Linked DNA regions of Rattus norvegicus: region 2 is linked to region 1. A link is a contact called in public Hi-C data. All regions are on one chromosome and are shown on one strand. Each heading gives the region's core, a stretch centred on a gene start, on an enhancer-like site or on the middle of the called end of the contact. The rest is flanking DNA. Distances are from core to core; before and after follow the strand shown.

The links. Hi-C and Micro-C count contacts between places; a contact is called where the count stands out from the background.
Region 2: a contact with region 1 is called in a Hi-C map of liver, with 4 times the contacts expected there. The contact joins the promoter of Insyn2b here to the enhancer-like site in region 1. A contact is called at or near these places in 5 of 12 Hi-C or Micro-C datasets (Schwann cells, frontal cortex, hepatocytes and 1 more).

Annotation. Positions count from the first base shown.
Region 1 is chr10:19,341,465-19,347,211 of GRCr8, forward strand. Dock2 (dedicator of cytokinesis 2) reads right to left here. Exons shown (of 52, transcript NM_001419946.1): 45 at 2,707-2,883; 46 at 1,298-1,381. Among named protein-coding and RNA genes, the nearest start is that of Foxi1, 30 kb to the left of the region's middle. Within about 2 kb of position 3,472, at least 1 of the 93 cell types and tissues checked has an H3K27ac peak or open chromatin away from gene starts, as enhancers often do. A contact at or near this core is called in liver, where this site is marked.
Region 2 is chr10:19,418,287-19,424,033 of GRCr8, forward strand. It overlaps Insyn2b (inhibitory synaptic factor family member 2B), which reads left to right and starts at 2,275. Exons shown (of 4, transcript XM_008767623.4): 1 at 2,275-2,869. Dock2 (dedicator of cytokinesis 2) reads right to left here. Exons shown (of 52, transcript NM_001419946.1): 28 at 383-481.

The DNA.
Region 1 (5,747 bases), core at 2,222-4,721:
GGGAAGTAACATTATTTGAGTACTGAGGGATACAGCTGGCCCCAGGAAGATGGAGACACTTGAGGAATATTTAAGTTTCATGGGTGGCACAGAGTGGGAAACAGAGAGAAAATTCCAGACACACCTAATGCATTCAGGGAAAGCGTGTCTGCAGCGCCCGCTCAGCGTTTCATTTTTAAAGTCCCACTTTGCATAAATTGGCAGAGGCAGGGAAGGACCTGAATTAGGAATACTTATTTTAAGAAAAGAGTCTGCACCCAACGCTTCTTAGTCCCTGATTTCCCTGGAGTAACCAAACCCCGTACCAAGGAAGGCGTGATCCTCTTTGCATGGTGACTGGCAAGGAGTAGGGAGGAGGGGTGGACAGCCTGCAGACTGCTACTCCTGGCCCCAGGCCTCTGCTCACTCCTCACCATCTTACCCCTCCTGTGTCCAACAGTGCACCATTTGCAAAGAGCCCAGACCCAGCAGGCGTCTGAGGAGGCTGCCAAAGACTAAAAGGAGGAAGGGTCTGGTTCTTTGAAAGCCCCTAACTGAGGGGATCCAGCAGATTGTTTCTTCTTTGGAAAAAAAGAGAGAGAGAGAGAAATAAAAGAGAAAGGGAGAGCAAAGAAAAGGCAGAGAGGAGGAGGAAGATGTGAGGGTGTGGGAGGCAGAGAGAGGCAAATGACAGAGAGGGGAGAAGCAAAGAGCTTCTAAGAGCCACGGACAGATGCACAGAAGGAGGTGGGGAAGAAGAGTGGGCAAGAAGAATACGACAAGACAAGGATATAGAGGCAGACAAATAACAGGTCCTCGGGCTGGAATCTGGCCGAGCCAGGCAGATGTGGACCCTTTGACCGTGAGCCAGCCCAACAAAGACCTCAATTATCTGCAGGACCTGATATCCATCTGCACGCTATCTGCAACAAACTGGGTCAGCCTCAGAAGGAAGGTGGTGGCGGGGGAGGGGGCAAGCCTTCTATTGTCTGATTGGTGCAAGCTGGTGGTGGATGTATGTGTGTGTGTGGGGGGGGGGTGGTTTTCATTTGAGCCCCGCTGTGAAAAGCTACTGCCTGAATTTAACATCAAAGAAAGCAATCTCAACCATCTTTAGCACAGCATCTATTGCTGCCCCGCCCCCGGCACTAGGCAACACCCAAGGGTAAGGTGTTCTGGTGAGCCAGCTCGGGTGTCATCCAGCATCAGAAGAGGAACAGGGGTGAGGAGCAGAAGGTCATGTGGAGTCAGGAGGGCCGGAGAACAAGGGAAAGAAGAGAGCCCCGGAAGGATGTTCCCATGCCCAGCAAAGCTGTACCTGCCATGCAATTAGGTCCTTGAGGCGGCTCAGCTTGTCCTGGTCCTCTGGGTGCTCCCTGCTATACTCTTCAGTGAAGAAGGCCTGGAATGGGGATGGGAGACAGGTGGGGACTTAAGAACTTTTGTTTATCAGGTGGGACACGTAGCCAATCTCTGGCATTGAGAGAAAACTTGATGGGAGAGAAGCTTCGAGGACCAGGCTTTGGGGTGGACCTTACCATAGCTGACATTGCTGCATTTTTTTTAAAACTGGGAGTTTCACATCAGCACCCACTGGAGATAGGCTGCAGACTCCAAGGAAGAACTGCCACCGTGGTCATAGGGTGCCAGGACCAGCAGCAGCTCCCCTGGAAACTTCCAAATGGGGAACTTGACATATAGTCTCTAGCCCCAACTGGGTTTTACTGAACTAAAATTCTGGGGGTTTGAGTTGGAGGGAGGTTTAGTGCAGGGCTTCCTGTGTTAGGGAGCCTGGGAGGGATCCTGAGGCTCCAGGGGATCATGGCTGAAGGGAGAAAGCTGAGAGAAGACCTTCCCCTCATGCTTGTGCAAGCCTGCCTCCCAGACTCCCTCATGGCTCCTCCACTCCTCCCTTCTGAGTTCCTATCCATATCACATGACCACTCTATGCAGGCACATTGCAGCAGCAGACCTGAAGGCTACACAAAGAGTGACCACAGATGTGTCAGGGTAGCCAAAAGGACTGACTGTGTGATGCTTATTCCTGCTTCTGAACTAGTGCACACGGGACATTCTTGCCTTTGCACCACAAAGTGACAAAGCACAGAGAATACACAGTGTGGTTTTGTAGGAAGAGGAGCTCATCCCTCATTCAGGGTCTGATAGTTGCAAGGCAGCTCAGGACTCTTTATTCTGAGTCATGCTAGTTCTTATTGGTACACGGCCATTTCCAATAGGGGCTACAACTATGACTCCAATAACTGACGGTATTTCCCTCTGGCCATCTACACCAGGTGGGTCAAATACACAATATTAGGCCCAAATATGTGGGGCTTCCAGAAGGGACCCCATGACTTGCATATCTAGACTATGCCTAGGCCTGTGGAGTTGGTCTCCCAGATTTCCGCATGTTTAGATTCTGAGTTTCTTACTTTCTCTGAATCTGTGTCTATGCTATTTCAAAACTTCGTAGAAGAGATGGGTTTACCAAATGTCATGGCTTGTGGCTTGTGGCTTGTAGTCACCTCGGAGCCTTATCTAGACAGACCTTCCCGGAGGTGCCAGGGGAACGGAGACCCTTGGGAAATTGCTTCTTCTTCATCCAGGTGTGGAATCAGGATGAGAAGGAAACTGTAGCTCAGGTTGAAACCTGATGACCAACCAAGCTAATTGTCCATCTGGGATCAAGCAAGGATGGGCATGGGCATACACTCCAAGTTCCCTCACCTTCTCATACTTGGCGAAGCCTCCCATGACAGCAGGGTCCACGATCCCGTTGAGGAGCATGGAGAGAGGGTTGATGGGGAGGCTTTCATCACTCTGGTACTGGTTTATCATCATCAGGATCTTCTCATTGGCTGTGGACATGGTCTCGATGGCATTCTCCAGAGGACTAATTGTGGTCTGTTGAGAAGAAGATTGGCACTAGAGCCTTAGCGGGTGGCAGAATCATTGGCATTGATTTCACTAGGGTAGGAATTCAAAGGCAGCCCCTACTCCCCAGGCTGCAGCAGGATCTGAGGGTAATGAGTCAGCTCTGGGGGCTGTGTCCTGGCCAAGGACAGGCTGGCTGGCTTTCTGCTTAGAGGAGAAGGATTTCTCTGGGGAAATACAGGCAGGAAGTGGCCGGCTCTGCTAAGACTTCAGAGGTTGAATACGTCCAGGAAGGTTTCTCTCCCAGCTAACTGGATAAAACGCACTTCAAACCAACTCATCACACACTGGTTGGAAGCCATTGTGTATGCTACTGGCCAGAGAAATCAACAGAGCTTGCTCTAGGAGCATCTAGTTTGGAACACAGCAGGCCCTGAGACCAGTCTGAGGGAAGATGAAATGGCAGTGAACTCTTCCCCCACACTTCTCATAAACTAAGATAAACAGTGGTGTTAATGACAACAGACAAACATCGAAGTTTGCAGAAGCTTACGGTCCAGAGTCAAAACCAAACTAGAGGTCAGCAAACATCTCTGCGATGGGGCCAGAGAGTAAATATTTTAGGATTGGCAGGCCAGATGGGCTCAGGTACAACAATTCCACTCTGTTACTGTCGAGCAGAAACAATGACCAGGCAAACTGGACAGGAAAGTGTGGTTGTCCCAACCAAAGCCTTCACAAAAGCAGAAGCATGCAGAAAGGCAGACCACAGACCCTGGTTTGCTGACCACAACCTGGTATGGTGAGCAGTGAGTACCAAATCTCAGGTCTGTGGTTTTCTATCTTTGTGATGCAGGGCCGAGTTTCCTCACCTTGTGAGCCCCAGATGACTCACCGGTAAGACTGGAGTAAGAACACCTACCTCAGGAACCTATTGGAAAATGTTGTTATTAATGCATACAAGTATTAGGACAGGGTGTATCAGTTATTCTGAAAAGGGAAGATCACTGGTGGGAAAGGATGGGAGGGAAGAGATAAGAAATTGGAGAAACCTTCATGGAGGAAGGGATCTAAGTTTATCGTCTATCATGATGGTGATGTGCCTGCCTCATTGGCTGTGTGGTGAAGATTAATTGAGACAATACAATATCTGACACTGCACAGCTCTTGAGAAATGTCCCCACTACTTGTCCCTACCATGTGAATGATAGGATCAGTCAGCCTCTGTAGCCACACTCTGAAGTTATTTCTATAATTACTGATCTAACACAGCTTCCCCAACCATTTCTCTGAGAGTTGCTCTCAGCGATTGTGGTGGTCTAAATGAGAATGGCCCCCATAGGCTCATGTGTTTGAATACTTAGTCGTCAGTAGGTGGAAATGTTTAGGAAGGATTAGGAGGTGTAGCCTTGGAGGATATGTGCCACTTGGGATGAGCTTTGAGGTTCCAAAAGTCTACGCCATTCCCAGCTAGCTCTTTCTCTCTCTCCAACTTGCAGGTCAAGATGTAAACTCTTAGCTACTGCTCCAACACTATGCCTGCTTGCTGTAATGCTTCCCACTATAATGGTCACGAAGGCCTAACCTTATGAAATCGTGAGCCCCAATAAGCACTTTCCTTATAAGTTGTCTTGGTCATGGTGTCTCTTCACAGCAAAAGTAACTAAAACAGAGATGGAAGTTTCTTCAATGAGAAGGCTCCGGGAGCAGAATTCCTGTCACTACCATTATCTTTCTGTCACCCATAGTATTAGTCAGTGACATGCTACTATAACTAAGTGCCAATTTTCCTTATAAGGAAAAGAGGTTTATTTTGCTCATGATTCTGGAGGTCAGAGTCTGAGATCAGGCAATTCCCTGGGTTGGGCCTCAGGTAAAGGCAGTAGATTCAACAGTGGGAAGGTTGTGTCAGTGTAGACTCTCACATCATAAGCAAGGAGAGAAAGTGAGAGATTTGGAGCTCCCAATCCTTAACCTAAGAAATTCCCCAAGGCACTTCCTATTAAAGGTTCATAGTATTTAATAACAGCACTCTTTTGGGGACAAATATTTCACATTCAGACTTTTTGGGAACATCTATATTCATCTTATTCAAATTATATTGAATTTGGATTCATTATCCAAATTATAGTACCCATATCTGCATACATACAGGCACCTTGACTCACATACACATACATAAACACTAAGAGTGTGAACTGGAGGAGAACACTGCTTGTCCTAATGCCTAAAGTGGAGAGCCATGTCCAAGTTCGTGTACTGTATGCAAGCCAACTCTGGGGCACTTTAGAAGGCTGAGGTGCAGAATGAGTTCTAAGGAAAAGCTGCCCCTCAGCTGAGGAGCACAGTGCGTCACCTGAATTCCAACAACAAACTGGACACGTCCGGAAGAAACAGCCTTTGAAACGAGTCATGAGAGAAATGGTAAGGCTTAATGACTCGCTTGCCTGTACACGTTCGAGACTATTTCTGGTTCCGAAAACATGAATTCTCATTATAGCTGTCAGGAACAGAGACTGAGCAGGGAAGAGCTTTGGCTCTCCACAGATGGGCATTTGAGAAAGGCAAGAACATAGTTGTGCGTGGAACTTGGGGTGCTGCACTTGGAGGGAGGCATGGGTGTCATCTGCTGACAGCAGAGATCAAAATCAAAACCATCACAACCATTCATCACAAACCAGGCAACAAAGATGGCGCCATTTACAGTCACCTCAGATGCCAGTATGCACATACTCAAGGACATATGAAGTGATGCTCTGTGGTGGTCTGAGTAAGAAGGCCTCCCCCCATAGGCTCAGGCTTTGGATTAGTTGGTCCCAGTTTGTGGCGCTGTTTTGGAAAGTGGGGCAGACTCTCTGGAGGAAGTATGTCAATGGGAGTGGGACTTGAAAGTT
Region 2 (5,747 bases), core at 1,025-3,524, 76 kb after region 1:
AAACCTCAGGCTTAAGCGGAGTTAGCTTGCCTGTGGCCACATAGTTGCTTATCTAGGAGTCCAAGCTAAAATATTGGGGCTCTCACACTCATGTTCTTGAGCTCCAGAGCACTCACGATTCATCAACAAGTGTTTGTTTGCTAATGGGAATCTAGATGTGGGAGCCATAGCACACACCTTAATGGGCTGGAGACACATTCTAGACATGAGTTATACAAGATATGGAATCAGATGCGTGTGTCATAATCTGCAACACACGCGCTTGAGATCTGTAGGGGTCTTCTTGCCCCAAACTCATGAGCAGAAGCACAAGGTATGCCACGCCTCTCTTCTCCATTTCTTGCCTGACCTCCCTCACCCCCGCCATGTCCTGCAGACTTACCACAAGGTCTGAGCTGGTCTGGAAGGTCTCAATATAAAAGGAATAGTGTTGGTCGCCCATCTGGTCCAAGATGGCTGTCATGCATGCCACGAAGTGACTCTACAAAACATAATGGAAAATATGATGCTGAAATGTGTCCTTTCTGTCTCCTTAGCATCAAACTTGAAAACATACAGCCACCCCAGGCATGGATAAAGGGCCACCCAGCAGTGAAGTGTCTCCTCTTGCTGGCATGTAAAACAATTCCCTAAGAGGAAATGTCCTTACTGCTAATTCATTTAAAAAGCACTCATTAAACACCCATTATGTGTCTGTAGCTGTGCTAAGAGCTCCAGATACAGAACCAAGAGCAGACCCACCATCTAGCCCCACCTCTGTGCTGTTTGCACCTTGGGAACTGCACTCTGTGGATGTTGGGAGACTCAGCCTATGCCAGCCAAGGTCCTCAGGGGCGGTCGGTTTCATTTTCTGGTAAATAATTTTGTCTGTGTGAATCCCCACCGTCTTATCTGTGCCCATATCCACTCCCAGAAGAATTCCTGGAAAGATCAACCTCTCCAACGGCGCCGTTAAGTGCATTGCAAGTCTCTGCAGAGAGATCAGTTACTGGATCGCCATGAATCAATCAGCCATGAGAGAACCTAACACCTACCGGGACTGGCATTTGTTAGGGATAAAGAAGACAAAGGAGATGTGGAGAGACAACCTTTGCTCTTAGCGAGTTTATTATTTAGTTGGGAAAGCATGATTAATGTTCATGAGGAAAGGAGTCAGACAAGAAGGAAATCAAGGTAGAGACCCGAGGAGGAGGTGGGTCTTGAGGGAACCCTGGGAGTGGAGAAGCATGCATTGTAGAAAGGCATGGCCCAGAGCATCACTCAGACTCTCCTGTGTTCTCCCTCCCAGGGTGTTAAGTGTCTGTGCTGGGGCCATGCTGGCATAGAGAAGCCGCACTTGAGGAGATACATTCTAGAAGCTGACAAAGAAAGCACTGGCCACTCGTCAAGCAGGGCTGAGATGATATTCTCAACTGTTTCCTGCCAGATCCTAGAGGGACTGCCATCTTGGCCAGAGGAGGTCTCAGTGTGGACCCGCCCAGGACAGATTTGTCTGAAGCTTGCCTGGATAGTGGTGGGGTACAGGGAGTATCCAGGGACTCCCACTGCTGAGGATTGGCTCGAAGTTCCATGTTGAAAAATAAAGTTGTGTGATACCTGAGAGAGAGAGAGAGAGAGAGAGTGAGAGAGAGAGAGAGAGAGTGAGAGTGTGTGTGTGTGTGAGAGAGAGAGAGTGAGAGAGAGAGAGTGTGAGAGAGAGTGTGTGTGTGTGTGTGTGTGTGTGTGAGAGAGAGAGAGAGAGAGTGTGTGTGTGTCTATGTGTGTGTCACAAACTGTGGCCTTTGTTTAAAAAATTCTCATGTTGTTAGAAATATCAAATACACATGCACGCATGTAATCTGTATATTAGCCGGCCTGTAGGTCTGCTCTAGTGCTGGACGTGCTAATGACCCCAGGAAGCCTCCTCTGCACTCCTTGGTAGGTCTCTTCAATTGGCTAAATGTGTCGCATGCTCTCAATTACCAAAGTAGCTCACATAGGTACGGGCTCCCATTGCTTCCTGGTTCTTTTCAACTAGGAAGTGAAGGGTGCCATGCCTTCCCAATCAGCAGGGCCAGTTATAGAACAGAATGGGGTGACGATGTAGGGTCCTCACTTAAGATACTATTGATAATTTTGGAACAGCTGAATAACCTTTTAAAAGAAGGGAGCTCTGTGACTAAGCAGGTCACCTGCACAGGACCTGGCGGCCACTAAACTCACCCCGTGTTAGGAAACACGGATATCTGGCCCAGAGCACCAAGCATAGACTTTCAGGATCCCCAGCCACCTTGCACAGAGGAATTCAAAGCCTTGGGGGGTTCCACCTGCTTGTTATTTCCTGGCTAGACCTCCGGGGGGCGGGGGTAGTAGTGAGTTTGCAGAATTATTCAACTCTTTCCAACCAGGCTGAAGCAGCTAACTTCACGCACGAGGTCTCACTGAAATCAAGAAATGACATTTTATACCTCTGGCTAGCTTAAACGTAGGGAAGGAAGAGAGTTTGGAGAGAGAGAGAGGTAGTAGAGGGGTGTGTGTGAGTGTGTGTGTGTGTGTGTGTGTGTGTGTGTGTGTGTGTGTGTGTGTGTGTGGGTGTGTACCTGTGCTTCCTCGGCTCCCTCCGTCTCTTCTCTCCCTTCCTGAAGGAATTCACCCTGCGGCCACTAGAGGGCTTTTCTCTTCATTTGGTAGCTGCCGTTCAGTTTGTTCGTCTTTTTATTTATTCCTACGTGAGCAGACCCACTACACTCCTTGCATATAAACAGTGAAAAATTACAATATAAAGGGCTTATTTTCCCTTCCTCTGGAGTTATCTCACTTCTGCTCAAAGGCTGACTCGTTGTAGGAGAAAGGGGGCTGCATCCTCTGCAGGTAATTCCACTGCTTGAAGGTAAGAGATATGGGAAGGTTTGATTTTTTTTTTTGTCTCTCTCTTTTTTTTAAATCGATGATCTTGTAGGAGAAAAAGAAATGCTGTGGTCTCTCGGACAACAGTTTTACTTTAAATCTTTGGCTTAACCGAGTGCTGAGACTGTGTGTGGGTGTGTGTGTGTGGTGGAAATCCACCATTGTCAGAACTGCAGGCTGCCCCAAATGCCTCGATCCGCAAGGCTCGTTATTCCCAGTGGCTTGATTTGAATTGGAAGAGGAGAAAATGTAAAGAGCAAACCTCAGAGGAGCTCAAGTTGCTTGGAATTACCTCGAACAGGCTGCGTTCTCTTAGGGTTTGTTTAAGGAAACTTCTATGCCTTTTTTTCTTTCTTTCTTTCTTTAAATAATGAAAGAGGGGAGGGGGTGGTTTCCATTCTCCCTTAGAGAGTTTGACCGTTTTATGAAATAAACCATTATTGTTTTATTAGGAGTCAGTCGGTGCCTTAGAGTTCACGGATCAATCCAAATCACTTTTTACCAGCTCGTTTATTTTCTCTGTCCTGATCGGCAAGCACGTAGAAGAGCCCAGTCGGGTGCCTTCCACTAGATTTGCATGCAACTGCCATGGAAGTTTAGACAGGTCACTTGCGTTTGCCTGTTAACCAAAAATTGACTGCTTTATCTTGAACCGGAAGCGTCCTGATTTTCTCCCACAGTGCCCAGCTCACTTTGGTATTGATCCTTAGGCGATCACATAGATGTGACTAACAGACACCCTGAAGTAGAGAGAGCCACAGGCACTAGGTTCATTAAAGGCTCTTCTCTGTCATTTGAATTGAATGGCCATTCACGCTCTCCCATGCAATGAAGGGATAATGGAAGCACATTGTGCTTATCTGATGGCTCCTTTCAAGACTGTCCTCAAAATGGCAATTGTGTCTTGGCCCTCTCCCGGTTTTTTTTTTTTTTTTTTTTTTTTTCCCAAGTTGAAGTCTGAGGCCAGACTTTCATACCTGCCATGTCTAAAATTCTTAGAGAAATTGGGGGGTAGGGGCGACTATTTTCCCTGGGCAGCCAACAGAGCCAGCCCTAAGGTCGCCTGCTGCTCAAACTTTATATCCTTAAAAGTTCACACTCCCAATCCCCTCCAACGACCTGGAGAAGCCTCAGTGTTGCACGGGGTTCTCGGGGAGTTGGGGGATCCCCTTGTAATCTGAGCCAATTAGAACCCTCTTCTTTTGACTCCTGGCAGAAATTCTATAATCGACATATATTTACTACCCAGGCATGAGGCAGCCACTCATCCATACCAAAGCAGCATGCCAGGTGCCTGGATAGGAAATTGCTTCTTAAAACAAGAGTACCAGAGGGACTTGCATATTAAATTCCAGAGAGAAATTGAATCTGAGACTCTGGCACAAACCAGGCAGAGTCACCTCGCTCTAATCGGGCGGTTTAAAATGTGGCTAATGAATCACAGCATGAGGAGACACAGTTTAAAACTAGGTCAAATGTATAAAAATAAGTGCAATCATCGCAGGCACTCGGCTGATGAGGGGTTACCTAAAGCCAGACTGGCGGGGCACGTTTGCCGCATAGGACCCTCTTTGGCTACCTGAGACAATCAATTCTTGTAACTAATTCAGCTCATCGCTACGCTCAGAGGGCTCGCACATCTGGGAGAGAACTGAAGCTGGTTTGAGGAAAACCAGTCAGGGTTTCTTTACTATGTTCCGTCAAGAAAACAAGAGAAAACCGATAGTGTATGAGCAACATAGCAGGTGACTTCAGTTCTGGTAGGAACTCTCCTCAGATCATTACCTTGGCTCTCTTGTATTAAAAGTCACGTCCATATAATATTATTATTGGAAATACTAATTGTTCTGCATACAACATTCAATTTAACCATGCCTACTTAGCAACCTTTGGTGCAAACACAGACATGCAGGTACACACACTCATACACACACACACACTCATACACACGAGTGTCAGGACTCTTGTGGTGCTGGAGTACACTGGGGCAAAGAAGGCAAATCATTTGCTCTGCTTTGGAGAATGAAATCGAGGAGGGGGGGTGCTCGGCTGGAAAGCATCCCCCACTCACCTGAGATTGGTGGGAGAGGTGAGAACACAGAGGGAAGGAAACAGTCAACCCCAGGAGCTTGCTACCTAAATGCCAACATTACTATGAGATAGCAGCTGGTGACGCGTTGCTATGGCAACTTCAGATAATGCGCACGACCAAAATAAAATACAATATAGAAAGCACCAAGGAGAGGGGATGAAGGAGAAAGTTTTGCCTGCCGAGGGAGGCTCACGGGGAGATGAAAAGTTCTGTGAACGGGCTACACTTTCGGGGACTGAGCTGAGAGTGGCCAAAGGCTGCTTCCGGGCTGTTCCTCTGCTCAACCCCTTGTCTGTTATGTGCTTATGTAACTGATTTTATTCTTGGATTAAACTAGTGCTGTCTGTATGGTGGATCCGGGACTGATTGGAGGTGGGAGACTGTGGTGTCAGGAAAAGCAAGGGCTCTGAAGCCCATTCATCTCATAACTTGGGCAGGCCTCTGGGAGTTGTAATTTAGAAAAGTCTTTAGGGAGGCTGAGCTGTCAGAGTGTTCTCTTAGAGCAATGCCAAGTCTGGCTACAGGGCTGGGCATCAGGGGAGTGTACAGTAGGGTGGCTAAGGCTGTGCTCCAAGGAGCTCATATCTAATGCTTACTCCATACAGAGCCACAAGCAGGGGGAGTAGGGGGGTCTTGAAGCCAGTTATGTGCCTGTGACCTTGAGTAAGATCTTGTGTGGCTTGCTCATGTAATGTGTCCAGAAAAGATTTAAAAAAAAACCAACACTTTATTTTATATGGAGAATAAAAGATTGAATTAATTTATATAA